Regions from separate parts of the Mus musculus genome. Here all the other regions are linked to region 7. A link is a contact called in public ChIA-PET, Hi-C, HiChIP or PLAC-seq and promoter capture Hi-C data. All regions are on one chromosome and are shown on one strand. The core of a region is the stretch at or near the end of the contact, and the rest is flanking DNA. Distances in the headings are between cores, read along the strand shown.

Region 1 (3,951 bases), core at 614-3,113, 260 kb after region 7:
GCTCAGCCCTCCTATCCGACACCATCCATCAGCCAGCTGCCCTAGTGTGTGCCCTGTCAACGTTGACTCTGCTGGGACTTCCTTCTTAAGGGGGCGATAATGATATTCCTGAGTTGTTCAAGTTAGTCCTTCCGGCTCCTTAGATCACCCTTAGACCCATGGCTTTAGGCAGCTGGGTTCCAGTTCTATATCTTCACTGGGTACCAACAGACAATCTGCCACTTATCAGTTCCTGGGCCCCCATATCCAGACTAAGAAGAAGAGAGGAGGGACCTTCTTGGAAGTAATAAGGAAACTTAACCCCAGGGCAAACTTTTCAAACTGCAAAACAAAGTCAAGTATGGGGTGTCCCTCTCCACCTAGGCTTCAGACACCCTTCAACCCCCCCCACCTGGTTGGCCAATGAATTCTTGTTGGTGTCTGAATTGCTCGGTGCTGTAGTGACTAGAACAGAGCTGCCTGAGTCCCTGGCATCACCGTTTCTGCTCAGACTGGCCCACTGCATGACCCCCTCTTCCAGATCATTCCCCACGAGTTCCTCATATATGCCCAGGCAAAGGCAGAATCAGAGCTTCAAAACTTGATCCGGGAGGAGGAAGTGGAAGGGGCTTTTTTAGGTTCGGTCTGGATCGAAAGGCCCGGCTTGGTGCGCCCCAGGACCGCTGGGGGGCGTGTGACAGTGGCCATGAAAACACCCTTACTGAAGCAAAATGAAACTCGGCTGGGTCCGCTTTTCCGTCACCAGTCCTTCCAGTCAGTGACTGCCACGAGTCCTCCCCGACACACTCCACATAGCATAGTTTTCCATGGCGGAAATGACCTGGATCCCCTCAGCCAGGGGAAGGCGGGGCACACCAAGGCCAGTCCACACAAAGCCAACTGAGTGACTATAGGGATGTCTAGGGCACTGGGGCAGTAAGGAGCCCACTCAGCAGATGGTAACAACGTAGCTGGAAGCCAGAGAAGGAGCTAAGAAGTAGGGCCCGCAGGTGTGAAATGGGAGAAGGCTCATCACTGACTTAGGTCTGCCAGTTCCAACAGTAACCTCCACCCACCACAGACCCCATTTGAGGACCAAAACAATGGCACCTCCCTTTCGTTACTAACCAGAGATTCCCCAACCAAATTCCCCAACCAATCAGGCCTCATCACCTCCCCCCTTCCCGGCCCCGCTTTGGGGGAAACTACGTTCAACCCTCCTCCCCTCCCCCACTCGGGGACTGGCTTCCCGGCCCCTGCCCCTTGATTGGAACCAGACGCAAACCTTCACCAACATTCCCCAAACTTTCATGGGTCCGCCACCTTCCCTTATCTTGGAACTTCGCGCCCAGAAGCCCCCACTTTTGGAAAAGACCCTGTGTGCGTTCCCACTTAAGGACCAGTTCTGCTTTCGACTACCGCTGTGGGGAAGGTCCTGAGACCCTTTCCCAGATGCGGATGGAGCAGCCTTTTCAGACCTCTCATCCCGCTTCCGCTCGTGACTCTGAGGTACCGCTGGTCGTGGCGGCCACTGGGGAATGCCTAGGTCCCTCGATGACCCCCCACCCCCGCCCCGCCCCCATCTGAGACCCGGAGCCTCTCACCCTCGCCGGCGTCAGCAGGATCTCCGCGGCCGGGGCAGATGCCGAGGCCGGACCAGACGCCGCTGCTTTGTCCGCTTTATCAGCCTTGATGCCCGCTACCGCGGGCTGGAAACTGATCTTCACCATGGCTGCGTTGACCTGCGCCTGCTCCCTGCAGCCCCTGCCAGTGCAACCTCGATCGCAATGCCTGCTTCTTGCTGCGCCGCAGGCACCGGAAGTTTGGATGGCTCCGGAGTCCTCGCCTCTGTCCCCGCCCCGAACGCGTCCCGCCCCGCCTTCCAAGGAAGGACCTGACGCCTGCGCCGAACTGCACCGGGCAGCACTGTAGCTGAAGAATGCTGAGATTTCCTTCCACCTCTTGCTTATATTCATTCATTCAGTCGTCGCGCAAGAGCTTGGACCCCTTCCTTCTCCCTGCCCATGACTAGCATCCTCACATGTAGTTTAACACGACGTTGCCTGGCAACGTGCTTCTAACAAACTGCATCTCCCTCCTCCTCGATATCTTTGATTATGTTGAGAGAAGACGCAGAGTAACTAACTGTTCTAAGCTTTCCTCCTCCAACATGTGTTAGGCTGGAAAGGGGCATCAACTCCAGACGCCTAACTGCTTGCCTCTATCCTGAATTCTAAATCCATCCCCACCGCCTTCATTCTCCACCATGCATCTTTCTCTATCCTTCATCCTGCAAAACCTTCAGGGAGTGGAGGTGGGTAACTTGAGGTGCATAAGACCTACAATACCTTGCAGGAGTGGAATCGTGACTGGAAAATATGACAAGAATTACGGGGGGCTGGGCCAGAGGTTTTGGGTTCCAGTCAGGACTCTGCTCCTGCAGTGTATCACCGGGTATTAGGAAGAAGCCAAGATTTATGTTGCAGGGCCATCTCTTGACAACAAAGTCCTAGATCTCTCCTCGCTGTTCCCAATCCAGGCTGTGATAGCACCGAGCCTGCCGTGCTTGGCGTCAGTTCTACAAAGGTGCTGGTAATGGGGGCCGAGCATTCTGCTGGCGTATTGAGGACAGTCCAGTAGGCTCTGCTGCCCTCTCCTACCTGTCACGGCTTGGACAGAGTTGCCTTAGGCACTAGACCATTGTATCTCGGTTTAGATCTTGTATGAACCAGGCAGTCCAGGAGATACATAGCTTAAGGCAGTAGAATATAAATGGTAAAATGTATAATGGTAAAAGATGTAAATGGTGCGAAGGCCACTGGCACTGCAGGAATTGAGAGAATAGAGAGATGCATTACATGCAGGAAAGGCAAATCCATTACCAGAGTAGATGCTTACTTTGGTAAGGACTAAGCACTACCCTTTCTATGAAAGAAGCGGTCCAATGTAGGTGACCTGCCACCAGGGTGCTGGCTGGCCAACTCAGGGAATGGTGGCCAGTGACGGTCACTGCTGGTGTGGCAGATCTGGCACTCAGCTGCAGCTGTTACCAGATCACTTCAATGAGTGGAAGTCCATATTGCCAGTCCAGGTATAGTTTCCATCTCTATCGGCATGGCCGCTTGTTCATAGGCCCATTGGACAATGACAGGGATGGCTGGGGAAAGAGGCTGACTGTCCACAGAACGGGCCATCTGTCTACTGGAATACTGGACTCCTCCCCTGCTGAAGTCACCTTTTGATGAGCACTACATAGTACACAGGCATGTCACATCCTCTTGCACGCGCCGGACTCGACCAGCAAGAACGACACTGCAACAGGATCTTTCTGCACACATTTATTGGGAGAGCTTGATTGCAGAGGTGAAGAGACCCCAAGCCCAGAACTGGTGCTGCTTATATAGGCCTAGAAGAGGCGTGTCTCACACACGGATTGGTTATGCACTAAGCCTCATTTGCATGTTCCTCATCTGATTGGCTACTCTCTCTCTCTCTCTGTACCTCACAGAGCCTCATTATCATACCTCATTTGCATGTCTCACATCTGATTGGTTATACTCTCAAAGCCTCATTATCATGTCCGGGCCAGGCAGTGTCTTTGCAAAAAACTTTACTGCATATGTACACATTGGTTGTTTGTCCAAACTTATGCATGGTGGCCAGCAGTAGTCAGTGCCACTCTGCAATGGCACATGTGGCTTCCCACAACATCCTTTGCCTTTCTGTAGAGATCTAACCACATACTTCTTCCCCAGATGTTTTTTTCTCACTAATTTTCCATCATGCACTTCTCAGATCCCTCACTGTCCAGACAATCCATTGGCTACAGCCCATGAGCCAGTGAACAAGCACATATCTGGACATTTCTCTTCCCAAACAAAACGTACAACCTAGTGCGCTGCCTGAAGTCCTGCCCGCTATGACGATTTCCCTTCCCTGATGTCTTCTGGGCTGTCCCAGAAAGAGGCTGTG
Region 2 (4,135 bases), core at 155-2,654, 290 kb before region 7:
CCCTCTCTTTCTTTCTTTCTTTCTTTCTTTCTTTCTTTCTTTCCTTCCTTCCTTCCTTCCTTCCTTCCTTCCTTCCTTCCTTTCTACCTGTCTTTCTCTCTTTCTCTCTCTCTCCTCTTCCCTCCCTCCCTCCCTCCCTCCCTTCCTTCTTTCCTTCCTTTCTTTTTTTTTTCCAGAACAGGGTTTCTCTGTATACAAGCTGGTCTTGAATTCACAGAGATCTGCCTGCCAAGCCTCCCAAATGCTGGGATCAAAGGTGTGTTGTGCCACCACCAAAAGTTTTAACTTTCTTTATCATAATGATTTTTAAAGAGTTTTTGCAGGTCATGCTGGCACACACATTTACTCTTCTAACACTTGGGAGGCAGAGGCAAGTCCGGTCTACATTGGGACTTCAAGGCTAGCCAGAGCTACACCAAGATCCTGTACAGCACCCCCCCCCCCCAACAACAACAACAACAACAAAAGGACAGGTGGTAGTAGGGCATGTCTTTTAATCCCAGCACTCAGGAGGCAGAGGCAAACCAATTTCTGTGAGTTCGAGGCCAGTCTGGTCTACAGTGTGAGATCCAGGGCAGCCAGGGTACACAGAGAAATCCTGTCTTAAGAAAACAAAAAACAAACAAGCAAAGAGGACTGGAGAGATAGCCCAGTGGTTAGGAGTACTTTCTGCTCTTCCAGGGGACCAGGATTCAATTCCCAGCATCCACCTGGTGGCTCATTCCAGTCCCAGGTTATCCAACAGTGCTCAGACATACATGAAAGCCAGATACCCATAAAAATTAACTTAAGAAAAAGAATTTGAAAAGGGGGTTTAGGAGCTGGAGAGATGGCTCAGTGGTTAAGAGAGAGGTCCTGAGTTCAATTCCCAACAACTACGTGGTGGCTCTGTAATGGGATCTGATGCCCTCTTCTGGTATGTCTGAAGATGGCTACATAGTATGTATGTATGTTGTGTGTGTGTATATATATATATATATATATATATATATAATTTTTTTTTTTTAAGAATTTGAAGCCAGGCAGCCACCCAGCACTTGGGAGGCAGAAGCAGGCAGATTTCTGAGTTCGAGGCTAGCCTGGTCTACAGAGTGTGGTCCAGGACAGCCAGGGCTACACAGAGAAACCCTGTCTCAAAAAACAAAAACCAAGCCAAAAAAAAAAAAAAAAAAAAGAATTTGAAAAGAGATAAAGAGAGTTTGGGATGCGGCTCCGTGGCAGAATGTTTACCTAGCAAGCTTTAACATCCTAGGTTCAAAACCCAGCATGGAGGAAAAAAGAGTTTTCCCTTCCTTCTCTCCCCTCCCTCTCTCCCTCCTTCCTTTCCTTTCTTCTCTCCCTCCCTCCCTGGCATTCAGCATCATGAATCACTCCCCAGCTGCTAGAAGCCTGCAGAGGAGTGCATTAGCCCGTGAGCTGTGTCCTGTACTGAAGCCAGGGGCCCCAAGGAAATAGTGTAACCCAGTCGTCCTTCTAGAATGGCCTGCCAAGTCTCAGAGGATGAGTGAAACACCACCCTCGGCCTAGAGGTCAGATCAGAGCTGGGAGTCACCAAATCTCGAGGATTCAACAGAAAAGTGAGAGAATGAGGGTTTCACAGAATCTGGGACATTCTAGACTCTAGACAGGGGAAAGGGCAGTTGTATGCTCCCAACCTCCACTCCCCACATGTTCTGGGATATTTCTCTTCAACCTAAATGAGAAGGAAACATGGGTTCTGCCCAGAAGACCGGGAGAGCAAACTGGAGTGGAGGAACAAACACATATACAAGTTCCCTTGCCCTCGGGATGAGGCTCCCACCAGCCCCAGGGGAGAGACTGCAAGCTGAAGTAAACAAGTTCCAGAGAAGGAAGCAAAACTCCAGGCAGTCTTCCAGGAACCCTGTCAGACTTGAGAGGTGCCTGGAGGCCTTCTCCTCGCTGCCCAGATGCTGGGTGGGGGCTTTCCATTGGCGGATTTCAAGCGCCCTGGAAATTCTGAGTGGAGATAGCGGAGGCCCCAGGTGCAGAGCTGAGCCCGAGCAGAAAACCCTTCCGCGATGGAGCCAATGAGAATGCGCGGTGCAACCCTGGCCAAGTTCCAGGCTCCTCAGCTGGGGGCGCTGGGCAAGAGTTGTACCCCTTTCTTGGAAAAGGGGACTACCCAGAGAAATGAACACAGGGTTCACCGGGTTTGCCTATGATGGCCAGAAGTGGGGGCGGGGTGGGCTGTTTTCCATGGCAGTACTCCTTGAGGTCCTATTGGGTGGGACTATCAACAGTCACTGAACAGCCTATGTAATCAGCTCTAGATAGTGGGGGACAGCAGGGTTCAGGGTAATAAAGCCCAGTTGTATGTGCCCATAGGGCACTTGCTTTGTACCTTGTTGCAAAAGTCCTCCAAGGTTCAGATAAATCAGATGCTGAAATCTGTGATCACTGGCACAGGATTCCCCCCACCCCACCCCACCCCCAGTTCAGACATTTGACTGCAACATATAACGCTAGCCGACATTAACCATCACAGGCTGCTGAAGCTTCGGCTTAATCCCAGCACCCCATCCCCAAAGCCTCCGCTCAGGACAGGTAAGCCAAGTCAGCCGATGTCCTCTTTAGACGAGAATGTCAAGTTCAGGGGACATCACTAAATCAGATACCCCCACAACTTTGTGGCTTTTGCTCATATATATATATACATACATACATATATACATACATACATATAATATATATACATATACACACACATATATAATATATATATAAATACACACATATACACACACACACACACATATATATATATATATATAGTGTGTATGTGTAGGACTGGGGGGCTATGTTTTAAGTTTGTATATTTCCTAACACCTGCCTGAACTCACGGCAAGCATTCATTTCATAAACAGAGACCTTTGACGGCTGCTGTGGGTCCTGTTGAAAAATAAGGACAAGGAGGCCTGGTCTTGTGTGAAGAGGGTGGGTCCATATCTCTGGTGATGTCATCAGACTACTGGCCTCCAAGAAGCATGCTATTCTGTGTTGTCCGCATCTTACACCTAACAGGAGACCTGGCACTTAGTCAGTAGGCAGTAGGAACATAGTGGGAAATGACTAGCCTTATGATTGACAACTGGGAATTCAAAGACGAAGTGGTTGAACTCTCGTTCCAGGAGGAACCAGTGCCCTCTTGTGACCTCCACAGGTTCCAGGCATGCATATGGTACGGTACACATATGTACATGCAGGCAAAACACCCATATACATAAAATAAACATACCTATAAATAAATAGGAGAGGAAAGATCTGGGCTAGGTATTTTGCAAGGCTACAAAGTATGGCCAAGGCTGAGGTCCTAGCTAAAGATCCACTAGAGAGCTGGGTGGTAGCACCTGCCTTTAATCCCAGCACTGGAAGGTAGAGTAAAGGCAGGTGGATATCTACGAACCTGGTCTACAGCTAGTTCCTGGACAGTCAAGGCTACAAAAAGAAAACCTGTCTCGAAATAACAATAAAAGATCCTCTGGGGAAAGAAAAGTTTCTAATCTCAGGACTGTAGGCAGAATTTAGTACAGGCTTTTAGGCTTTTGTTTGCTTTCTTCCCCCCAAGCCCTGACCTCCTTTGGTTTGTTTGAGACAGGGTCTTTCTCCATAGCTCTGGCTTTTCTGGCACTCACTATGTAGAACAGGCTGGCTTTAAACACAGAAATCCATCTGCCTCTGCCTCCCGAGTGCTGGGATCAAGGGAGTGTCACCACGCCCAGCTCCTGTGAGCCACCTTCCAAACCCTGGACCCTGGGCCAGTTTCCTGTCTGGTGGTAGCTGGACCTTTATTAACATGACTACATTTTGTTCAAAGACCAAGCCTCACGTCTCTGTCCTCGATCTCACTCTGTAGCCAAGGATGACCCTGCACTGTTGAATTTGCTTTGTCTTCCCAAGTGCTGCGATTGTGCGTCTTTGCCACACTGGCTCTCTAGCTGGTGTTCTGGTGTCTTTGCCACAGGGCCTTCAGCACACACGAGCAGCTTGTTCTTTTAACACAAGCAGGGACGAAGGTAGCCTAGCAAAACTGTCCTCACAGTCTAGTAAGTGACACAATCACCTTTGCAGTATTCTTTTTTTTTTTTTTTTTTTTTTTTTTTTTTTTTTTCCTGAG
Region 3 (3,917 bases), core at 614-3,113, 270 kb before region 7:
ACCCTCTCCTACCTTCCAAAACCTCAATCGGTAGCTTGGGCATGGGGCTGAGCAACAGGCAGGTACATGTCCTCGGTTTACCTGTGGGCCCCATCGGTCCTTTTACCCTGTTGTCCCACTGCATGGATAAGGGCAGAGCTTAGAAAATAAACGCTTGTGGTTATTTACTGAAAGGCAGGGGACAGTTACCTAGTGCAGGGTTGGGGAAGAAGTAGGGGGCTTGCTGGTCTAGTTACCACTGGGGCCAGTGCGGGCCCAGCGTGAGGTGAGATGATGGGCCAGGTAGCGCATAGCTGAACGGATGCCTTCCATAGTCCGTCTCTCCACAGACTCCAGCAGGTGCGTGACAGAGTGCAGGGCTGAGCCAGTTCCAGACATCACCCCAGAGGAGAAAGCTGACCTGGCGCTGCGCAAGAGGCTGGCGACAGTCCGCAGGCGGGGACCCTCGTCTTGTAGCCGGTCAGCTGGAGAGCTGCAGCCCGAGGCCAGAATGCCCACAGCCACACCCATGCGTGTGGCTGTGTCTGACCACACCAGGATGTCTGTGAGGGAGCTGATGGAGCCCTCTCCACAACCCAGCAGGCTGGTCATGGAGCGCATGTAGTCGTTCTCCACATCAGGTCTATACAGATTGGGGTCCAGAAGGTTCCTGCCCAGGGCCACCTGGTAGAAATCTGGAGAGTGGGGTGGGCTGCCACCTGGGGAGCCTGGGTCAGGTGGATCCGGTGGGATACCTGAGTCAGCAGCTGAATCCTCACTGGTCAGCCCTGGCGATCTAGCTTTGCTCCCAGGGTTCAAGGCCTTGAACCCTTCAGCTTCCTGCTTGGCCGAGTTGGTGGTAGGCGTGGGTTCTGGGTCGCGACCACTGGTATCGGAAGGGGGTGGGTCAGCAGCTCCCACCGAAGTCTGGACATGTTCAGGCAGGTTAGATAGCACGTCAGCATTTGGAACTAATACTGGCTGCCCTTCTGGAACATTCGGGTTTCCCAGTGTCTTTTCCTGGGTCTGGGAGTCACTCGGGGAAACCGTCCGGCTCCGACTTGTACGGTTGTTTTCAGCTAGCCTGTCCCACACTGGGTTCTGGAAACCCACAAACACTTGCAGGATACCTGGGTCTTGGGGCAGCAAAGATGTGGTCTCTTCAGGATTGTCCTGGCCCTGATGTGGAATATCTGGGCTCTCATCTTTGACTGCAGAAGTTGCTGTATCTGTGGAGATGGCTGGCTCTACATCTTGCCCTATGGAGGTGTCCATCTGCATGGAGGGCTGATCTTTATTCTGTCCCACAGAAGTGGCAATCTGCAAAGATGCCTGGTCTTCATCCTGTCCCATCAAGGTGGCAGTCTGTATGGAGGCCTGATCTTTATTCTGTCCCACAGAAGTGACAATCTGCAAAAATGCCTGGTCTTCATCTTGTCCCATCAAGGTGGCAGTCTGTATGGAGGCCTGGTCTTTATCCTGCTCAAAAACTGTGTTAATCTGCATGTACGCCTGGTCTACATTTTTCTCCGTGATGGTGGAAATCTGCTTGGAGAGCAGGTCCTCATCTTGTCTCATGAAGGTATCAGTCCGAATGAAGTCCTGCTCTTCATTTTGCTCTGTGGTGATGGCTTTCGCCTCAGAGGTTTGATCTACATCATGTTCAGCTAGCACTTCGTCGATGTCTCCTGGTGGGACGTCATCGGGCAGGGAGTCTGGTCCTTCGGACTCTCCGGGTAAATCTGCAGAGTTTTCATCAGCTGTGTTGTCCGAGGAGGCCTCGGGAAGATCATGTGTAGAACTGCTGCTGGCTTCAGGGTCTTCCAAGGGCTCAGCGGTCATCTATGCCCCCTGCTACTTATGGTGGTTGGGAAGGAGTGGCTTGGCCCTGCTAGGCTCAGTTGTCCAGGTGGTGAGGTCACAGCAGGTTGTGGGCAGCTGATGATGTCACAGGTACTTGTAGAGCAAGGGTCCTGAATGTCCTGAGTCTGCTGAGTGGCTGTCCTGGCGAGCTGACTATAGGTGGTGTTGCATAGCCAGAGTAGTGGGTACAGAGGAAATGAAGAATAACTGTCTTGGTTTAAGATGGAGATACGTAGGTAGGTGCAGATGCAGCCGCAGGGCTGTGAGTGGTTTCGGGAACTGTACTTTGGGGCATGATACAGGAAGGTAATGCTGAGTTTGAATTAGTAGGTTTTAAACTTATTTTGGGGACAGGGGATCAGTGCTCTTGTTATGTAGTTGAGGCTGGTCTCCCACTCTGATCTTCCTGTCTTAGCCTCTCAAGAGCTAGGATTACAGACATTTGTTATACCAGGTTATCCCTCCCACCATCTCTCTATTCTATTGGGCTACTTCAGGACCCCAATTTCTTTCTTTCAGGCCGGTCTTTCTTTGGTAATTTTTCTAGCAATGAGGAGGAATAGTGGAGGCCAGGGCCTGGGCGGCATCTAGGCTGGCTATCCTTAGTGCTAGAGTTAACCTTTTGACACAGGACAATCTACCTGCTCATCTGGGCTGGGAGGGCAGGGCACCACTAATGGGTACAGACTCCAGGGCAATCCTAAGAAGAGCTTGGTCCCCAGATAACCCCACTGTATGAAGAAGGTAGCCGGGGACTGGGTTTGGCTGAGTGTAGCGCACTTGCCCAGCATGCTCTGGTTCCATCCCCAGCATTGGAGTGGATGGTTCTATTTGTGTGTTTGTGCTCACCCTAGTTGCCAGGTTAGGTGTAGTTCCTGCTCCTGGGGATAAGAGGAGATGCAACCATCTGATGATGCCCCTAGGGACCCCAGCATCCCTAGGGAGAACTGGGTCTATGTTTATATCTTCTCTCCTAGGGGCAAGGCTGTGGGTCCATGACTGCCCCACTGCTAGGCACAGCCTCTTGGGGAAGCGGAACGCTGGGAGTTTGACTGCCTTTATTCCATGCCACCGCCACTGTGACTGCTGCCGGGGCTGAGACACCTCCCGGGTGGGAAAAAGCTGGAGTTGGTTCAGGGGTCCCTGGGCCTGCAACGAGGCCTGGGCCGTGGGGTTCTCAGACTCTTAGACATCCGCTGGGAGTTTCAGCAGAGCAGAAAACAGAGTCGGGCTGTGGGCTGGGGACAGTGTCTAGCCTGGGGTGGGGGGAGGGGAAGGGGGAGGAGCTCCGGCTTGTCCCAGGGGGTGATATTGTCCTTAGCTTGGTGGAGGCAGGCTTGGTGGCAGTTGTGGCTGAGAGCACAGAGAGACCTTCTATGGGAGAATTAAGCTGCGGCTCTGTAGTTGAATGCCTTCCCCATGGCTCCCCACTGTGGCTCTTGTTGAAAGAGACAGTCCACAGTTCTAAACAGTTTATTGGCTGTTCATGGTGGAAAATGGATGTGTACTGTATCCACTTCTCCGGGTGGACCTGAGGTTAAATACCTTTTGCAGGGAGGAATGTCTGGGAAGGGAAGCTTATTGGCTAAGTCCTCCAGGCCTCTAGGTACCTCATTAGCATGGAGAACTCAGTTTTGGGGAGGGGGGAAGGAGGGGAGAGGGGAGGGATGGAGGGAGGGAGAGAGAGAGAGAGAGAGAGGGAGAGAGAGAGAGAGAGAGAAAGAGAGAGAGAAGAAATGCAATTATACTCTTGGGCCAGGTGGTGGTGGTGCAAGCTTTTAATCCCAGCACTCCTGAGACAGAGGCAGGTGGCTCTGTGAGTTTGAGGCCAGCCTGGTCTACATAACAAGCTCCGGGACAGCCAAGACTACATAGTAAGAAATTTTCTTTAAAAACAACAAAAGATAATCAATGGTCTGTGGTGGAGGGATGCTGGCCAGTATGGTAACTGACTTACCATGCCTGTAGATGCAACCTAATGGCAGCTCTGGGTCACACTGTAGTAGTTCCATCACAGAACACAGGCTTCCCCCTCTATCCTTCCTGTGTTGTCTCCCATTCTGCCTCTCCTGGTC
Region 4 (4,081 bases), core at 1,369-3,868, 350 kb before region 7:
GTGGGGTGTCCTCCCTATAAAGCTCTGCTCTGGCTTCTTAGGAATGAGGACAGAAGCCTAAGCACCCACCCCACCCCACCCAGTCCTATATGCCATTGCAGCCCTGCTCTGGGCTGCCTCTCTCCTGGAATGGTTGCTGGCTCAAAGTTTCAGCATCCAAGGGAACAGAAAGTAGTGGTAGGGGGCTTGTAGGGAGCTGCCAGCTAGCTCCTCCTGGCACCAGTGGCTCCCAGCTCCAGGGGGCTTTGCCAAGCCAGCACATGTGATGGCTGGCTGGAATGCACACACTTGTGTACAAGGGCTGCCTGTAGGAGCACATGCCCGCGTACGCTCAGCTTGGCTGCTGTGCCCTCCAGCCCACATGGCCATGAGGCAGATCTTTACCGGTGACCCTAAAGGTCAGTGAACACTGGCACCGAGTAGGGATACAAGACAGTCCCTTCCAGGATTACTCATGTGCATGTAGCCAGTGGCAGTGCCATTCCTATTATTCCTCATTCCCCAGGTCCCTCTAGCCCTCCTTTGTTTGTTGATCTATGCCCTTACCAGTGGTCACCATGGGGCCTGCCTGGCATTCCTGTCAGCTTGGGTAGAAGCAGGAATCTCCTGGCCTCCCTAACTCCAGTTCTGCCCCCTTTGCTCCAGAGGAGGCTCTGACAGAAGACCCTTCCTGGGCTCTCCCCTAGGAGTGTCCAGCCTCTCTGTCCAAGGATAGCCATTTTGCCCACTCAAGCTCTCTCTCTCTCTCTCTCTCTCTCTCTCTCTCGATCTCTCTCTCTCTCTCTCTCTCTTTTTTTTTTTTTTTTGGTTTTTCAAGACAGGGTTTTTCTGTTATAGCCCTGGCTGTCCTGGAACTCACTTTGTAGACCAGGCTGGCCTTGAACTCAGAAATCCATCTGCCTCTGCCTCCCAAGTGCTGGGATTAAAGGCGTGAGCCACCACCACCAGGCCCACTCAAGCTCTTTAAGGACCCTGTGCTGGGTCCTCCTCCTTCCTTCCTCTTGGTGGTTGATTTCAGGTCTCAGCACTCTGGCTACAGATACTCATTACCCACCACCCAGCCCCAGGCTTCTAGCACTGTGTTGTGGGCAGATTTATGCACTGGCCAGAGCGGGAGGGCCAGCAGTGGGCCAGTCATACTCTGGACAGCCTCTTGAGCTGGCAGAGGCCCCAGCCAAGCCATCACCCTGTCCCTTCCCCCACCCCTTCACTCATTATCAACTTAGGGCTTGTGTACAAACAGCAGCTGGCCTCTTTTGTCAATCTCTCTGCCCTCCCTGCTCCTCCCTGCAATGCTTCCCAACTGGCTCCTCCAATTCCACCCCCCAAGATGACTTAGAAGCTAGAGCCCTGGGGAATCCTTGAGAGGGAGGGAGGCAGCTCCTGTTGTTCTTGGTCCTAAGTTTTCCTTCAATTTGGTGATATTAATCCATCTGGGACACCATAGGAACCAGGGAGGGCAAGGAACCAAAGCAAAGTCAAAAAGGCGGCTATAGGCAAGAAGCATGTATCACTCGCCCTTATGCCTGTTTGCAGAGCATGTTTGCAGAGCCAAACTGCCGCCGGGTCTGTTGTCCTGACTGTGCTCAATGCCCCACATCTTTGTAAGGGGACACGTGGAGATGACCTGCTGCTCCCTTAGACCCCTAGTAAAGGCTTCAACAAAAGTAATTCTACCCGTCTACAGGAAAGGCAGGCAGAGCTATATGGCAGAGAGCCCGTTGTCAACGCCCAGGTTTTGGAGCCGGAGGAACACGAGCTGTTCAGCAGAGGACAGGAGTCCGCCTGGTCAAAAGATGTGTGGAGGCAAACAGTGCACACCTTTAATCCCAGCACCCAGAGGCAGAGGCAGGTGGGGTTCGTGGCCAGCCTGGTCTACAGAGCGAGTTCCAGGACAGCCAGGGCTATACACAGAAACCCTGTCTTCAAAACCAAAAAAAGCAATAAAGGTGACAACACTGTAATCGACCCCATTTTGCAGATAAGAAAACGGTGGCTCCAATTTAGTCAGAGAGAGAGGAACCAAGTCTCAGGAGGAACCAAGGCCGCCAGTGCCGTGTTAGAGATGCTGTTGAAGTTTGGAAAGCCTGAGACTCCACGGTGGGTTGGCCCTGCCTTGATCTGTGATCCCCAGGTCAAGGTAACCGAGTGGGTCACAGTTAAGGATATCCTAGACTCTCTGACAAAAGAGGACCTGCGAGAGGCACCTGCGACTTCCAGGAACGTCACAGGATGCACACCAAAGACGGCCAGGAGTTCGCAGGCGGATGGATATGAGAGCTGTGCATGGGAAAACCCCGCCAGCATAGGCAGCGCAGCTGAGGGCGAGGAAGGAAAGGTGGAGCCAGAGCTGGACCTCTGCCCAGGTCCCGTGCTCCTCCGTGCCGCCGCCACCCTACCTCCCCGCCCCAAACTAAAGCCCGCCTTCCAAAACGCTTTGTCCGGACCCTCCGGAACCACTCAGGGCAGATGAGACTGTGTGCAAGGACACGAACAGGCCACCTGACGGCGAGACCAGGAGGCCCCCTAGCGGGCCCAGCTACGCGGCACATGGCCTGGTCCGCGCGGGCGGAAGTCCTACGGCCGGAGACCCGCGGCTGCCACCGGGCCAGCGGGAACAAAGGACACGGCGGGCAGAAGGTTGGCCGAACGGTGATTGGCGGCTGGTGGGGAGTCCGGGCCGAGACGGGATTGGTTGCGGCCTCGGCACCAGCCCCGCCCCTCGAAGCCGAAATCTGAGCTCCTAGCAACTCCCCCGCCCCCGGGCCCCCCTGTGCGGACCTGCTCCGTAGGCGGCCATCTGCACCCGCGAGGGCGCCTACACAGGCGTTGGGCTTGCATCCCTGCGGTACCCGGAGAGCTATGTACCAAACTACCCGCCCTCCTCCCTGCTGCAGGAAGGGGGTGTCAGGACCGTGTAGCGAGTTCCAGACACCGCCTCCTGGAGAAGCTCGACGGCCACTGTAGTGACAGGGTGCACGCGTGAAGAGACCGGATCCCGGGAAGCTGTCCCGAGGGTGGTGGCTGTACTGGGAGAAGGGCCAGAGAACAGGGATCACTCAAAGAGTGGGGGCCAGGGTAAGACAAGGAAGTGGAGGAGGCCATAGTCTGAAAGTCAAGTCAGGGAAGTCTGACTGGATGGCCCTGTAAGTCCGAGAGTAGTGATGGAGCTCTACCCCCAGAACCCCAGCCAGGCTTGAGGCACGAGGGAGAGCGAACCAGGTTCCTTTACTAGCCAGGCCACCGCAGAGTGGTTAAGAACATGAGGAGGGGCCTTTCTCAACAAGGTTCCCCTTTCCCAGATGCTTAAGAGGTGAGAGGGGTGGGGCTCTGGGCCCGGCCACCAATCACAGCCTCTACTCCACTTTGAATCTGGGTTGGCGGGCGCGGGCTGCAGGCCGCCAGGTGTGCTGGGGCCCTCTTTGTCCCCACTTCGTCTGCCCAGGCACGTCCCATTCCACCCCCATCCTTCAAGAGCCCCAGGGCCCGGTCTTGCTGGTTCCCCTCTTCTCCCCGTACACCATCCCCCCCTTCCCGGTAGGAACCTAAAACTGGACTCAGGTCAGGGTACCTTGCAGGCTTGGTGACCAGTCCTCTAGAGTCCTCTTGTACAGGGATCATAATCCACTAGAGGCAGGCAGTTTCTCCACAGCTGGCCACCAAGGGCCTGATGGTGCAGGGGTGGAGGTCGGTCGGGGAGGAACTTTATACCAAAACTCCTTGAAGAAAGAGAAGGCCAGGGAGACTCAAATTGGTGAGTTAGATCCCCAGGACTCACTCATATAATGAAGTTAGAGAACTCAGAAATTGTCCTCTAAACATGGTCTCTATAGTGGGTGTGTGTGTGTAAATATTTGTAAAAAATACGCCTTTTTTTTTTTTTTTTTTGGTATAGAATAGAGTTTATTCAGGTCATCGGAGGGGAGTTAAAAGGCTAGTAGAGGCAGAGGAGAGAGTAGAATAGTAGAGGCTTGCCGTGACCACGTGCTGAGGGGGGAAGGGAATGGGGAGGGAGGGAGCAAGAGGGTAAGAGCAAATAGGCTCTTTTTAAACCCCAGGGCTACTCCATGCATAAGATGTG
Region 5 (3,625 bases), core at 541-3,040, 360 kb after region 7:
ACTAATTACTTGCTAATTTTTTTAAACCTGTAAAATAGAGCTTAAAAACTTTCACTTCTGGCTCTCCAATATTTTCATAACTAAAAATTAACAAGAAATTTTTTACTTTTCCAGAAAAATGGTGTGTGTCCAACTGTCTGTCTAGACTGTTAACAGTTCAGTTCTTATTACTATTTTTTTTTTTATAAATCTACAGTTTAATGTTCAATTCCAACACAGGGATCCAGAAGTTCTGATGCAATTTTAGAGAACTCACCAACGCAAATGCCTTGTGTGTAGAGAAGGTTAATTTAGGCACCTCTTTTAATTACTTCAGATAAGCACGCATCTAGTGACACTTTCTACAAAAGGTATTTTCCTTGGCTTGGACATAGATTTACTTAAATATCCCGGAAGCTGTCAAAATCGACCTCAAACTGCATTATATTTAGGAAACAATGCTAAGTCCTGACTGTGGCCTTCTCTGCTCGCCTGTCTTTCTCAAGAGCGCCTTTAATATGCCCTAGCATACATTTCCGGCCTCATGAGTCACTGAAAAATGAGTTCTAAGTTTTCCGTGGAAGGTCGTTCAAACAGCTCCTCTACAGCATTCAAAGATCTGACTCCAAATGCCTCTTTAGTCTACCCCACCTATCACGGCACCCGGTGATGGAATTGGCAACATTCGCATGCTCTTTGTACCTTTGTCCTCCAGCTTTGTTGCCCCTCCACGCCCTTCTCCACTGCAACCCCCTTCTCCCGAATCCAATCGAGTCTTCTAGACCCGGTTTAGCACCGCCTCGCCCAGGAAGCCTCCCAGGTTCGTGGGAAGGCGGAAACGATCGACAGGTCCAGTCACCCCGGAGCACCTTTCTAGCAATTGGTAGTTCCTAAACGGAACTTATCTATCCCCCTCCTGCCTGGTATCTTAGCTATTTGTGTACTCGTCTTATCTCTCACATCACCGCGTTAAAGCTCCCCAGGGGAGGGCACCTCCCGGCCGGGTTCACCTCGGAGTCGCTCCGGCACCGGCACGCAGTCGGCGTTTTGGATTGCTCCAACCGAACCCGGGAACGCGCCGAACGCACAATTCCTAGCCAGAAATCAGTTAGGCATTTTCCTGAAAGGTCCCCTACAAAGATAGTGTCAGCGTCCCGCTAACAGTGAGGCTACGCGGAGCCCAGGGCTAGGTGCTCGGAGTCCCCGGAGCGGCGGGAGTGACAGCTGGCCGGGCCAGCTCTACCCCGGTTAGTTGTAGCCCCGGCCGGCAGGCCCCCGGAGCCTAGTACGGGCGAGGACAAGGGCGGCGCCCGGAGCTCCGGCTGCTCCGGGCCGCTCCCGCCGCCGCCACCCGGGAAAATGGAGGCGGGTCGGGCGGAAGCCGGCGGGCGTCCGCGTCGCGAGCAGGGCCGGGCCGGGGGATCACTCACCGGGCTGGGCCGGGCCAGGGAGCTCCCTCTCTGCTTCGTCTCCGTCCCCGTCCTCGGCCGCCGCCGCCTCGGGCTGCTCGCTCGGTCCCCGCGGCGCGGCTCGGACGCTCCGGCCCTCCGTTGTCCTCCGCCCGCAGCTGCTCCGGGCGACGGGCTCCCGCGGCGGCGGCGGCGGCTGCGCGGGCGGACGGTGGCCCAGGGGTTCCTGCTGTGGCCGCCGCGGTGCTGCGCTCGGTAGGGCTGCGGCTGTGGCCGTGAGGTCCCGCACTGCCTTCGCCTCTGAGGTTGTCTCAGCCTTCGCGCGGCTACTGAAGCCCCAGACTCTCTCAGGCCGCGCGGCTCCTGGCGCCCCGCGCCCAGCTCCGGCCTGAGCCCGGCTTTGACGTGCGCACTGCGCAGCCGCCGAAGGCGGGACGTCGGGCGGCGCCGCAACGCCCTCTGCGTACTCGGGCGCCCCCGGACGGCCGGGCGGACTCGGGACGCCTGAGTCGCCGGCAAGTTGAAGAGCTGGGGGCACTGAGAAAAAGCAGAAGGGGAGCTGGAGTCGTCGTCTATGCGCCCCTTACTTGCTAGTTCCTGGAGGAACACAGTCCACTTCCTCAAGTCTTAAAACTTTACATCTGCGGAGGGCTCAAAACTGTTCAAATGGGTTCTTTCATGCTTGGGCAGAACCTGTAACTTCACTTTGGCATCTCCTGACAGGGGAAAAAAAGTGATGAAATATTCCAAAGAAACAAGATCCAACAAGGGTACATATCCTACTTTTTCCAAAGTGGATTTTAGTGGTGCATGCCTGTAATCCCAACACTGGGAGGTGAACTCAAGAGAATTAGGAGTTCAAGGTCATCCTAGACTTCACAGGTTTAGGTCAGCCCGGGCTGTGTGAAAAACTCTGCCTATAGATAGATAGGGAAGCAAGTTCCATGAAGAAAGAAAGAAAGAAAGAGAGAGAGAGAGAGAGAGAGAGAGAGAGAGAGAGAGAGAGAGAGAGAGAGAGAGAGAGAGAGAGAGAGAGAGAGAGAGAGAGAGAGAGAGAGAGAGAAACAAGTGCCATGAACACACACCCAGAGGAATAAAATAATGCATTACAGAGATCTAATGACAGAGTCTGGAACTCAAAAATGCTACATGTGTGCTCCTTTGCTATATGCTTAACAATGGGACAGGATTTTGGACAGCTACAGTGTGCTAAGGAAGTGGTTTCCTGAAGGAAGCAAGGCGATGTGAGCCTCCTGTGAGAACTTCAATACTTGAGAGAAGCAAGCTATCCATAGGATTTGGAGCAGGAAAGGGCCAGGCTTTGGCGTTTTAAAAAGGTCGTGATCAGAGGCAGGCGAATTTCTGAGTTTGAGGCCAGCCTGGTCTACACAGTGAGTTCCAGGACAGCCAAGGCTACACAGAGAAACCCTGTCTCAAAAAAAAAAAGTCGTAATCACTGTTACTGCGATATGAAGATCAGAGTGAAGGGCCGGAGGAATTCCACAAATACAGTAGACGGGGGTTGCTGACACCCTATAGTAGGGCTCGGGGGTATAGCTCAGGCTATACTATAATTATGGTAGATTCTGGATTCAGTCGTGGGTAGTTTGTATGCACACAAAGAAAGCTGAGACAAAGATGAGGGAGATAGAGAAGATAACACGTATGAAGTATCCATAACAATAGAGAAGATCACTCAGACATGGGCTCAAGCCGATAGAAAGTCTCTATTACCAGCCAGTGACTACTCTGGGTGTTTGGGGTTCAAGTATAGTCCTGAGCCTTTCTCAGGTGAGTTTGTTTGTTTATTTATTTATTTATTTTACAACTCAATGGCTCTCCCCGCCCCCCTTTTTAAGTACACACACACACACAAAACCATATCCTGGCTTGTCACACCTCGGTTAGCAAGAACAGTCATCCAGTCTAGTTGCAGAACTACAAAAGCCAAAAAGCAAGATTAGTTCCTTTATGGACTTTCCCGGAACTATGGACTTTGATGGATTAGGTCTTTGTTCTCTCTTGTTTTTGGCAGGTATTGCTGCCTCTATCCTGGGTCTCAGGACCTGAATGGTACTTTCATCATGGCATCTGTTGTGCTAAGGTCTGGAAACCTGTTACACTATAATCCTAGTTCTAGCAAAGCAAAGACTGTAAATTTGAAGCCAACCTGATCTAAGTAGTGAGTTCCAGGTTTCTAGCGCCACATGGCAAGATCTTGTCTCAACACACCACCC
Region 6 (3,617 bases), core at 805-3,304, 420 kb after region 7:
AACAAGAGAAGCTGCTTCAGCAAGGAGGAAGGTGAGAGCTGCCTTCTGATCTCCACACACCAGAGTGTCAGGGTTCATAGACACCTATACTCACATAACACGTACCCAAAAATAACTTTAATAAGATTTTTAAAAAATGTTGTTTCATGTTGTTTTGCCCGTATGTATATGCACCATGTGTGTGCAGTATCTGCAGAAGCCAGAAGAGGGCATCAGATTCTCCTGGAACTGGAGATACAGATGATTGTGCATCACCATGTGGGTGCTGGGAACCAAACCTGAGTCTCCCACAGGAGCAACAAATGCTCTTAACCACTGAACAATCCCACCAGCCCTGTAAGGAAGTTGTTTTAAATAAGGAAGTAGTACTAGCAGAAAGAGATCAGAGTTTTTCTACAGAGGAGTCGAGGAACTATGAAGCTCACCCAAGACCGTCCTGTTCCTCCCTGGTTGAGGTCTGCTTCTGGTTACATGAAAACCCCAGCACTTCCCATTTGGACTGCTTCAAAGCTTTCAGTATCCAGGCTGGCCAGATAAAATCCCACAGGCAGAGTTGCAGGTATTAGCAAAACACAGCATTTCTTTGCAGGGGTGCCACCCACATATTCGGACACCATAGCTTGAACACTATCACATCTGCTGGAGCTGGCTAAAGTCCCTGGCAACACCAGAGGTTTCATTTAGTGATAAGAAAGGACTCGGTTTAGTAATCACCTGGGCCACAGAGGAGCTGGCTAACTGCTTTTCCTTCTTGCTTGGTGTCTTCTCTTTGGTATCATTGTTTCTTTTTAGTCTCTGCAAGACTGGAGGGGATCAAGAGGAAGGGTTGGGCTTAGAAAAGGCTTTTTTTTTTTTTTTTTAATACTTCTGGTAAGGCTGCCCCTACCGCCCCCAGCACAGCTGTGGCCAGTTTGTTCCATGCCAGCCAACTAAGCAGCTAAGACATATCATTGCTGTAATGTGCCTGCCAGTTATTGATGCAGAAAAAACGACTCCCCTCAGAGCAGGGCCATGCTGACCACATACTCTGTTATGTTCTGTACGTTAAGAGGTTTGCTAATCTTAAGATATTCCACAACTATAAGCTTCAGGTAGGACTCATCAAATTAAAGGTCAATACGAACTGTTATGTCTAAAATGGTTTGAGTCAGGGCTGACTACTGGGCAGCACTTCTAGGTCCTGCCTGTGAACTCATTGTGGGTTTTGCAGTTTTATTTGTTATAAGTCTCTCCTGAGAAATGTCCAGTGTGTATCTTTGAGCTGTCGTCCTGGCGGATGAGTCTTGTGTTCAATAAGCCATCCCTGTTTAACTGAGATAGGTGTTTCTGTGGTTTGTGGGGCGACTCCTGGACCCCAACAACTTGCTCCATTGTAATTTTATATTAGTACTCTCTAGAGTACTCTTGCATGGTGATCACTTACTGGGGAATATTTTGGTGATAGCTCCACGAAGTCTGACATTTCTGGGTGTGGTGATTTGAATGAAAATGTCCCTCTCTCACGGTCTTAGGTGGTTGGGTGTGAGGTTTCCAGTCTAAGGTGCTGTTTGGGGGAGGATTAGACATGGTGTACCTTGAGGAAGTACATCTCGGAGTTTTGAGGTTTCGAAGGCACACACCGTTTCCAGTCCCCCACCCCCATTCCTGCAGTAAGAGATTCGAGCTCCGTTGTTCCTGTACCGTGACTGCGGCTGATTGTTTCTATTCTCTGCCATGTTGGACTTTTACCCCTCTGGAACTGTAAAAGCCCAAATAAACTCTCCTTTACGATGCCTTGAGTGTGGTATTTTATCAGAGCAGCAGAAGAGTAACTGCTACAGGTCCCACCTTCAAAATATTTCATTATGTGTAAAGCAAATATCATCAAATCTCCAAAAGCTGGAAAGCTAAATATGATTATGGTCCAAGTGGTTTCAGGCTGAAGGCCTCTCAACCTGTATTTCTAAAGGTGCAGTAACCAAGTGCTACCACCAGAGGTCAGGATAGACTTTGCAGAGACCCGAGAGAGGGAACGTGGTACAGGGAGACACAGAGGAAGTGAATGCAAATTTCACTAAAGTTTTCCCTAAACCCACCCCAGATCGAGGTCCTAGCTTTCGCTCTGCTTTCTGTACTTGCTACTGACCACAATTGACGCCCGCCGTGAGGAAGGCTGAAGGTGTCCCCTGCGGACTCCCCCAGACCCAAGGTAGCTAACTGGGGAGGAGGTGGAAGGGTGTTTGGGATGAAGTGAGGGAGAGGAGGGAGGGAGGCCTTGACTCCCAGAGGACTCCTTAAATGAGTCTATGAAATAGCCCGATACCAGACAGATTAATGCACCACAGAGAGCAAACTTATTAACGAACAAGAGAGGTGCTTAAGCATTCTTTTGGAAGGGGAAGGGGTGTTAGGCAGCCTGTGAAGTGTTTTAGGTGAAAACAAACAGATAGAATGGATGGTGGCTTGAGACAGAGTTTCTCTGAGAGAGCTGACTTCTAGCTTCCTCTCCTGGCATGAGACAATCACTCTTCTATGGAACTCTCAGGGAAGCACTGCTGTAAGGGAATTCTCTCAAAAGACCTGCCTTTAGGCAGAAGAGGGCTTTCAGAGAAAGTCTCCAACACGTGCTGTTTCTCCTTGCTCATCTCAAGGGTTCCAAAGTGGTACACTTGGGCTGCTATGTCCTGTACTCCTTCCTGTAAGAGGGTCAGGACCGGAGCCATTTACGGACCAGCCTCAGGGGAGCACCCAGCCTGAGGTCATATCCTTCAGGGAGGGAAGGGGTGGAGTCTGCCCCCAGGGGGCCACTGCTGATTTCCCCTTAGTGCCCTGCGCTGCTCCTCCTGGGGTAGGGTTGTGGTTGGCGGGGGTGGGGGTAAGGCTAGGAGGTGGGGGTGGGGGGCAAGCAGAGGAGGTGCCACTTGCTAGCCCCTGAAGCTGTCTATATGTGTTTGCTCATTTTTATCGCACCGGCAGTGTGGTTTGGGATGGACCAACTACCGTTCAGGAAAGGACATTAGCAAGTTCCTGCTTCTAGAGGAAGAGCTAAGGGCTAGGATGAAGGCTTAGCACTTCTTTGTCCAAGTTTAATTCCTGGTTTCGTTTTTCTGTTAAAAATCGTTAAATTTCAAAAGTGTACTCAGACCCTGACTTTCCAGTTCAGCCCTGCCCACATCCAGTCGTGGCCTAATCGAGGGAGGAGGGCAGGGACCCCGGAAATCTTTCTTTGCCAATACCCAGCATTGTTTTGGAGAGACTGATTCTTGGTAGAAGCTATAATCCAGCAGAATAGAAAGCTGGGGTGATCTGCCAAGCCTTTGCTCCGACTGGGTCCCATTTTGCCTTTGTCCAGCTATGTCAACACTATCCAAAACAATTACTGATTCAACAACCACTATAGAATTTCCAACAGCCCTTCCCACCATATTCTAATAGTTTGGGCTTTTCCGGCCCACAAAAATGGAGATGCTGAACCTCAGAGTCGTACGGTACTGTAGGGGCCCCTGAAGAGCCAGAACGGTCTTAGGGAAGAATACAGATAGATGGATGAGTTACCCTTTCCATCTCTGAAACACTTCAAACCTGCAGTTCCCAAGGCAGTGGGGTGCTCTGGCGTGGGGACTAACAAATGGACTGAA
Region 7 (3,757 bases), core at 691-3,190:
GATTAGTAGTGCAAGAGAGTCCCTGAGGAAGAGGTGACAAGATGCAGAAAGAAGGTCTGGTCACTTCAGGTTTTGAAGAGAGTCGAGAGTTAAGGCGGTAAGGCAGGAGCTGGGATGCAGAGCACTGTCCTCTAGCTTGTCCTGAAAGGAACAGGCTGCCAAGGCCTGAATCTGGCACACTCATCTGAGTTCCCTTAGTAGAGGTCCGATCAAATTCTTTATGTGGCTCTCCACCAGATATGCTGGCAATCGCAAGGGAAGGGTGTCATGCACACATGCCTGTGACCCCCACACATGGAGGTGTTTCTGGGAACCCACAGATGGAAGCAGACTCCTTAGGCCCATCTCTCTAGGCCCTTGGTAGCTCTCCACTCATCTGACTTGAACCACACTGCCAAGCGGAAACTCCCTGATGCCCACAATATACCTGCCCTCAGGGACCTGCATAACCACAGTCCTGTCTGATTTGATGCTCTTGCTGCAAACATCTACATCTTGTTAGGTCTCTGCTTAAAGGTACCCACCCAGAGAGACTTGGGAAAACACCTCTTCTGGCCCATTACTCTCCAGTCGTCTGTGCTGTGGATTCCCAGAGGAACTCCCCACTGGTTGACTTCAATGTCCTCTCACTGATGCTCCTGCATCAGAATCCCCTTCATAACTCAAGGCAAGCATTGTGTGTGGCGTTAAGCCCCAAGATGCCTGTTAGACAGCCTGGTTCAGACAGGCCTGGAGCTGGATGGAAAGGGATTCAGGGAATCCCAGGTCACCATCTCATTAGAAACAGAGTAATGGTTTGAAGAAAGGGGACGGTAGGAACCACACTGACTAAGGCAACGTGTCAGGGTACCAGGAATTCTGAGTTCATGGAGGCTATAAGGATGTACATAAGATGACAGCCAGTTAGTTAGCAGCACTCCTCCATGGCCTTAGCATCCATATCGGCTCACACAACCGGGATCCTGTCCTGCCTCACTTCCTTTGATGAACAAAGATGTGGAATCTTAAGCAAAATAAACCCTTTCTTCCCCTATGCTGTTCCTGGTCATACTACTTCATCACAGCAAGAGAAACCCTAACTAGCACAGTTTCCCATCTCATGGGCAAACTCACAGTCTCTCCAGAGCTAGGATTAAATCTATGCTGATATTTCAGGAGAATGTGCAGGAGTTGGGCCTCTCCTTCCGAAGTGTGGTTCCTGGCGTTCCAAGTCATCAGGCTTGGTCAGCAAGTGTATATCTCTTGTGAGTTCAAAGCAACCCTTGAACCCTCTGTGTTGGATGGATGTCCTGTCTCCTTAGCTCAGTTAACTTAGACCAAACAACCTCTGGGCTAAGGATCTACCTTGTGAAGAAAGAAGTAAACTGTTTGTAGTGTTTTGCATGCGGTGACGATGCCATCTCTCCATCAGCGAGAGATTCAGGCCTACAGCTGGCTGGATAAGGAGAAGATGAATTTGTCCTGCAAATAACATGCTTCCACTTAGATTCAGTGAAGTCTGAGAGTGTCCTGGGCGCTGGGAAGGAAGACTACTAATAAACTATGGGGGCGGGGGAGAAAGAGAGAGAGAAAGAGAGAGAGAGAGAGAGAGAGAGAGAGAGAGAGAGAGAGAGAGAGAGAGAGAGAGAGAGAGAGCGCTAAATGCCCCAGGCCACGAGATCCTGCTGCAGATGCTCAGCGAGAAGGCCCGGGGCCACTCCAAGTCCACCCCACCGCAGCGCAGCGGAGTCGGGGGCTCCTGGGGGGAAGCAATGGGATGCTCAAGCGGCCGCCTCGGGCCCTGGCCAGGAAGGAACCGGGTCCGACAAGGCGAGCCCTCCATGCAATGATCCCAGGGCTGTGTCAAGGGTGCAGTCGCAAGGAGGGCCGCGCTTACCTGCTGCAGGGCTCTGCGCTCACTCCTCCAGACCGCCAGCTCGCCGGCCGTCACCCGGGCAACCGCTACCGCTAGCCGAAGTCACGTGAGGCGACTCGGCCAATCTTGCTGGGCGAAGACGACGTGGAGCATCCTGGGAGGGAGAGTGGGAGGTACCATACGTGGTGAGTACCGGAAGTGAGGCCGTACAGGCGTGTGGCGTGCGGGTGACTTTAGTCTAGACTGCAGACGAACGATAACTCAGATCTGCCTATGTAAGATCCGAGCACCACACTTTCACCTACGACAGAGTCTTCCGGGAAGTATTAGAGACACTTTTGTCTTTCCCGTATGAATTTAGGTTTGTAAAACAAAACAGATTCGGAGGCCAGCGAGATGGCTTAGAGCTAAAGGCGCTTTCCTCCAAGCCGGACGAAGGGAGTTTGATTCCAGGGCCTATTTATTTAGTAAAGGAGCGTGCATTAAATACTACTCAGAATTCTGGCCAGCCCACTGCCCTGCGTGTATTCAGAGCTACTACTCTTTAATCTCTGGTCCAAAGTCAGTGCTTAAGGCCAGAGAAAACCCTTCCCTTCCCCTCGGAGTGCTGAGGCTTTGTGGTAGAAGTCTCTATAGTACCACTTTCCAGGCCTTCAAAACGTGGGAGCTGCGCGGGGCGTGGTGGCGCACACCTTTAATCCCAGCACTTGGGAGGCAGAGGCAGGCGGATTTCTGAGTTCAAGGCCAGCCTGGTCTACAGAGTGAGTTCCAGGACAGCCAGGGCTATACAGAAAAAAAGAGGTGGGAGCCTCCCAAGGCTGTCCAGAGGACTTGAGAAGGGAGGTGCCCTCGCCTTTGAAGAAGGAGGAGGAGGAAGAGGAAAAAGGAGGAGGAGGAGGAAGAAAGAAGAAGCAGCTGCTCTAGGATGGGCAGAGGCCCTGTCTCCTGAGCTCTCTGCTCTGTCAATGCTCTTTGAGTTAGGATGTCTTCTAACTAAGGCTATATTTAGGAAGAGAGTACTATGTCCTATGTCCTGTCCAGGTAATATAGCTTGAAAATAATTTCCCCTAGAAGTATTCTCAGTTAACTGTGTGCCAAGTGTTATCAGATGAAATATAGAACAGCCAATTTTATTTACATTTCGGATAATTTTTATTTGCTGAATACGCCATATTTGTGCCCAGCATCATTCTAAGTGAGTCACATAGGTGCTCTGATTGATTCCTGTGTCTCCAGGATGAATAACAGGCGGGCTCTGTGTTTTATAGGTGAACACTGTTGTGCTTTTCCAGAATTCTGTGCACCTGCAAAACTGCTGCAGTCAACACCCTTGTTTCCCCAAATAACTCATCTTTTGTGTTCTGGGAAGGACCCATAAAACTGTCCACTCTTCCTCATGAATCCCATGCAACTCAATTCCCAGCTAGCAGCTGGTCCTCTTGTTTACCCATGGCAACACCCATTCTGTGTCTCCTAGTTGATTAGTAAAATTTAGAAACAAAACTCACTCCCTGAAACCAGTCAGGAATAAACATTTCTGGGTCTTCTACTTGAGGGTTAAAGCATCCCAACCAAAAATCATCCCACCCTTCCTCTAAGCAGGTCTTAGATGGAGCCATGACTCTCCCTATTGCAATCACTTGGGGTGGCGGCGGGAGTGTGGGGTGTGTGTGTGTGTGTGTGTGTGTGTGTGTGTGTGATCTTCTTAACTGTCCAGGTTGTGTCTTTGACAGAATGGACTACATGATGTAGAGCCCTCTGGGGCTAAAGAGATAGCTTGTTAAGAGCACTTCCGGAGGACAAGGGTTCGATTTCCAGCACCTACATCGAAGCTTACAACCATCTGCACTTAAAGTTTCAGGATATCTGATACCTTCTTCTGGCCTCCAAGGGTACTGCATG

The links. Promoter capture Hi-C pulls out the DNA fragments that hold promoters and counts their contacts. A called contact is a pair of places that touch in the nucleus more often than the background predicts. ChIA-PET counts read pairs in DNA pulled down with a chosen protein or histone mark. HiChIP or PLAC-seq counts read pairs in DNA pulled down with a chosen protein or histone mark.
Region 1: a promoter capture Hi-C map of second pharyngeal arch cranial neural crest shows a contact between it and region 7. The contact joins the promoter of Itm2c here to the promoter of Armc9 in region 7. A contact is called at or near these places in 10 of 39 promoter capture datasets (the C10 cell line, the HPC-7 cell line, cranial neural crest and 7 more), 2 of 115 datasets of contacts at active chromatin or transcription factors (effector CD8 T cells and memory CD8 T cells) and 2 of 9 other capture datasets (adipose tissue and pancreatic islet).
Region 2: a FOXA1 HiChIP or PLAC-seq map of pancreatic cancer cells shows a contact between it and region 7. The contact joins the enhancer-like site here to the promoter of Armc9 in region 7. A contact is called at or near these places in 3 of 39 promoter capture datasets (the C10 cell line, HPC-7-derived erythroid cells and pre-B cells), 2 of 484 Hi-C or Micro-C datasets (LSK cells and regulatory T cells), 5 of 115 datasets of contacts at active chromatin or transcription factors (the 230-238 cell line, effector CD8 T cells, embryonic stem cells and 2 more) and 1 of 9 other capture datasets (pancreatic islet).
Region 3: a contact with region 7 is called in a promoter capture Hi-C map of neural stem cells. The contact joins the promoter of Tex44 here to the promoter of Armc9 in region 7. A contact is called at or near these places in 8 of 39 promoter capture datasets (the C10 cell line, HPC-7-derived erythroid cells, cranial neural crest and 5 more), 3 of 484 Hi-C or Micro-C datasets (LSK cells, cerebellum and regulatory T cells), 4 of 115 datasets of contacts at active chromatin or transcription factors (the 230-238 cell line, effector CD8 T cells, embryonic stem cells and 1 more) and 4 of 9 other capture datasets (adipose tissue, embryonic stem cells, liver and 1 more).
Region 4: a Hi-C map of CD8 T cells shows a contact between it and region 7, with 4 times the contacts expected there. The contact joins the enhancer-like site here to the promoter of Armc9 in region 7. A contact is called at or near these places in 1 of 484 Hi-C or Micro-C datasets (CD8 T cells), 2 of 115 datasets of contacts at active chromatin or transcription factors (embryonic stem cells and pancreatic cancer cells) and 1 of 9 other capture datasets (liver).
Region 5: a contact with region 7 is called in a promoter capture Hi-C map of pre-B cells, with 3 times the contacts expected there. The contact joins the promoter of Cab39 here to the promoter of Armc9 in region 7. A contact is called at or near these places in 2 of 39 promoter capture datasets (liver and pre-B cells), 1 of 484 Hi-C or Micro-C datasets (uterus) and 1 of 115 datasets of contacts at active chromatin or transcription factors (memory CD8 T cells).
Region 6: a contact with region 7 is called in an RNA polymerase II ChIA-PET map of memory CD8 T cells, with 11 read pairs. The contact joins the promoter of A630001G21Rik here to the promoter of Armc9 in region 7. A contact is called at or near these places in 1 of 484 Hi-C or Micro-C datasets (CD4 T cells), 1 of 115 datasets of contacts at active chromatin or transcription factors (memory CD8 T cells) and 1 of 9 other capture datasets (pancreatic islet).

What each region holds. Positions count from the first base shown.
Region 1 is chr1:85,892,422-85,896,372 of GRCm38.p6, reverse strand. It overlaps Itm2c (integral membrane protein 2C), which reads right to left and starts at 1,863. Exons shown (of 6, transcript NM_022417.3): 1 at 1,584-1,863. The coding sequence starts at 1,709.
Region 2 is chr1:86,445,785-86,449,919 of GRCm38.p6, reverse strand. No RefSeq gene overlaps it. Among named protein-coding and RNA genes, the nearest start is that of Gm32700, 6.3 kb to the right of the region's middle. Within about 2 kb of position 1,404, at least 128 of the 459 cell types and tissues checked have an H3K27ac peak or open chromatin away from gene starts, as enhancers often do. A contact at or near this core is called in pancreatic cancer cells and pre-B cells, where this site is marked.
Region 3 is chr1:86,424,275-86,428,191 of GRCm38.p6, reverse strand. It overlaps Tex44 (testis expressed 44), which reads right to left and starts at 1,863. Exons shown (of 1, transcript NM_027966.1): 1 at 143-1,863. The coding sequence starts at 1,821. The coding sequence ends at 229.
Region 4 is chr1:86,502,783-86,506,863 of GRCm38.p6, reverse strand. No RefSeq gene overlaps it. Among named protein-coding and RNA genes, the nearest start is that of Ptma, 22 kb to the left of the region's middle. Within about 2 kb of position 2,618, at least 425 of the 459 cell types and tissues checked have an H3K27ac peak or open chromatin away from gene starts, as enhancers often do. A contact at or near this core is called in CD8 T cells, embryonic stem cells, liver and 1 more, where this site is marked.
Region 5 is chr1:85,791,606-85,795,230 of GRCm38.p6, reverse strand. Cab39 (calcium binding protein 39) reads right to left here and starts at 1,790. Exons shown (of 9, transcript NM_133781.5): 1 at 1,410-1,790.
Region 6 is chr1:85,735,043-85,738,659 of GRCm38.p6, reverse strand. It overlaps A630001G21Rik (RIKEN cDNA A630001G21 gene), which reads left to right and starts at 2,054. Exons shown (of 6, transcript NM_177055.3): 1 at 2,054-2,188.
Region 7 is chr1:86,152,963-86,156,719 of GRCm38.p6, reverse strand. It overlaps Armc9 (armadillo repeat containing 9), which reads right to left and starts at 1,940. Exons shown (of 25, transcript NM_030184.2): 1 at 1,877-1,940.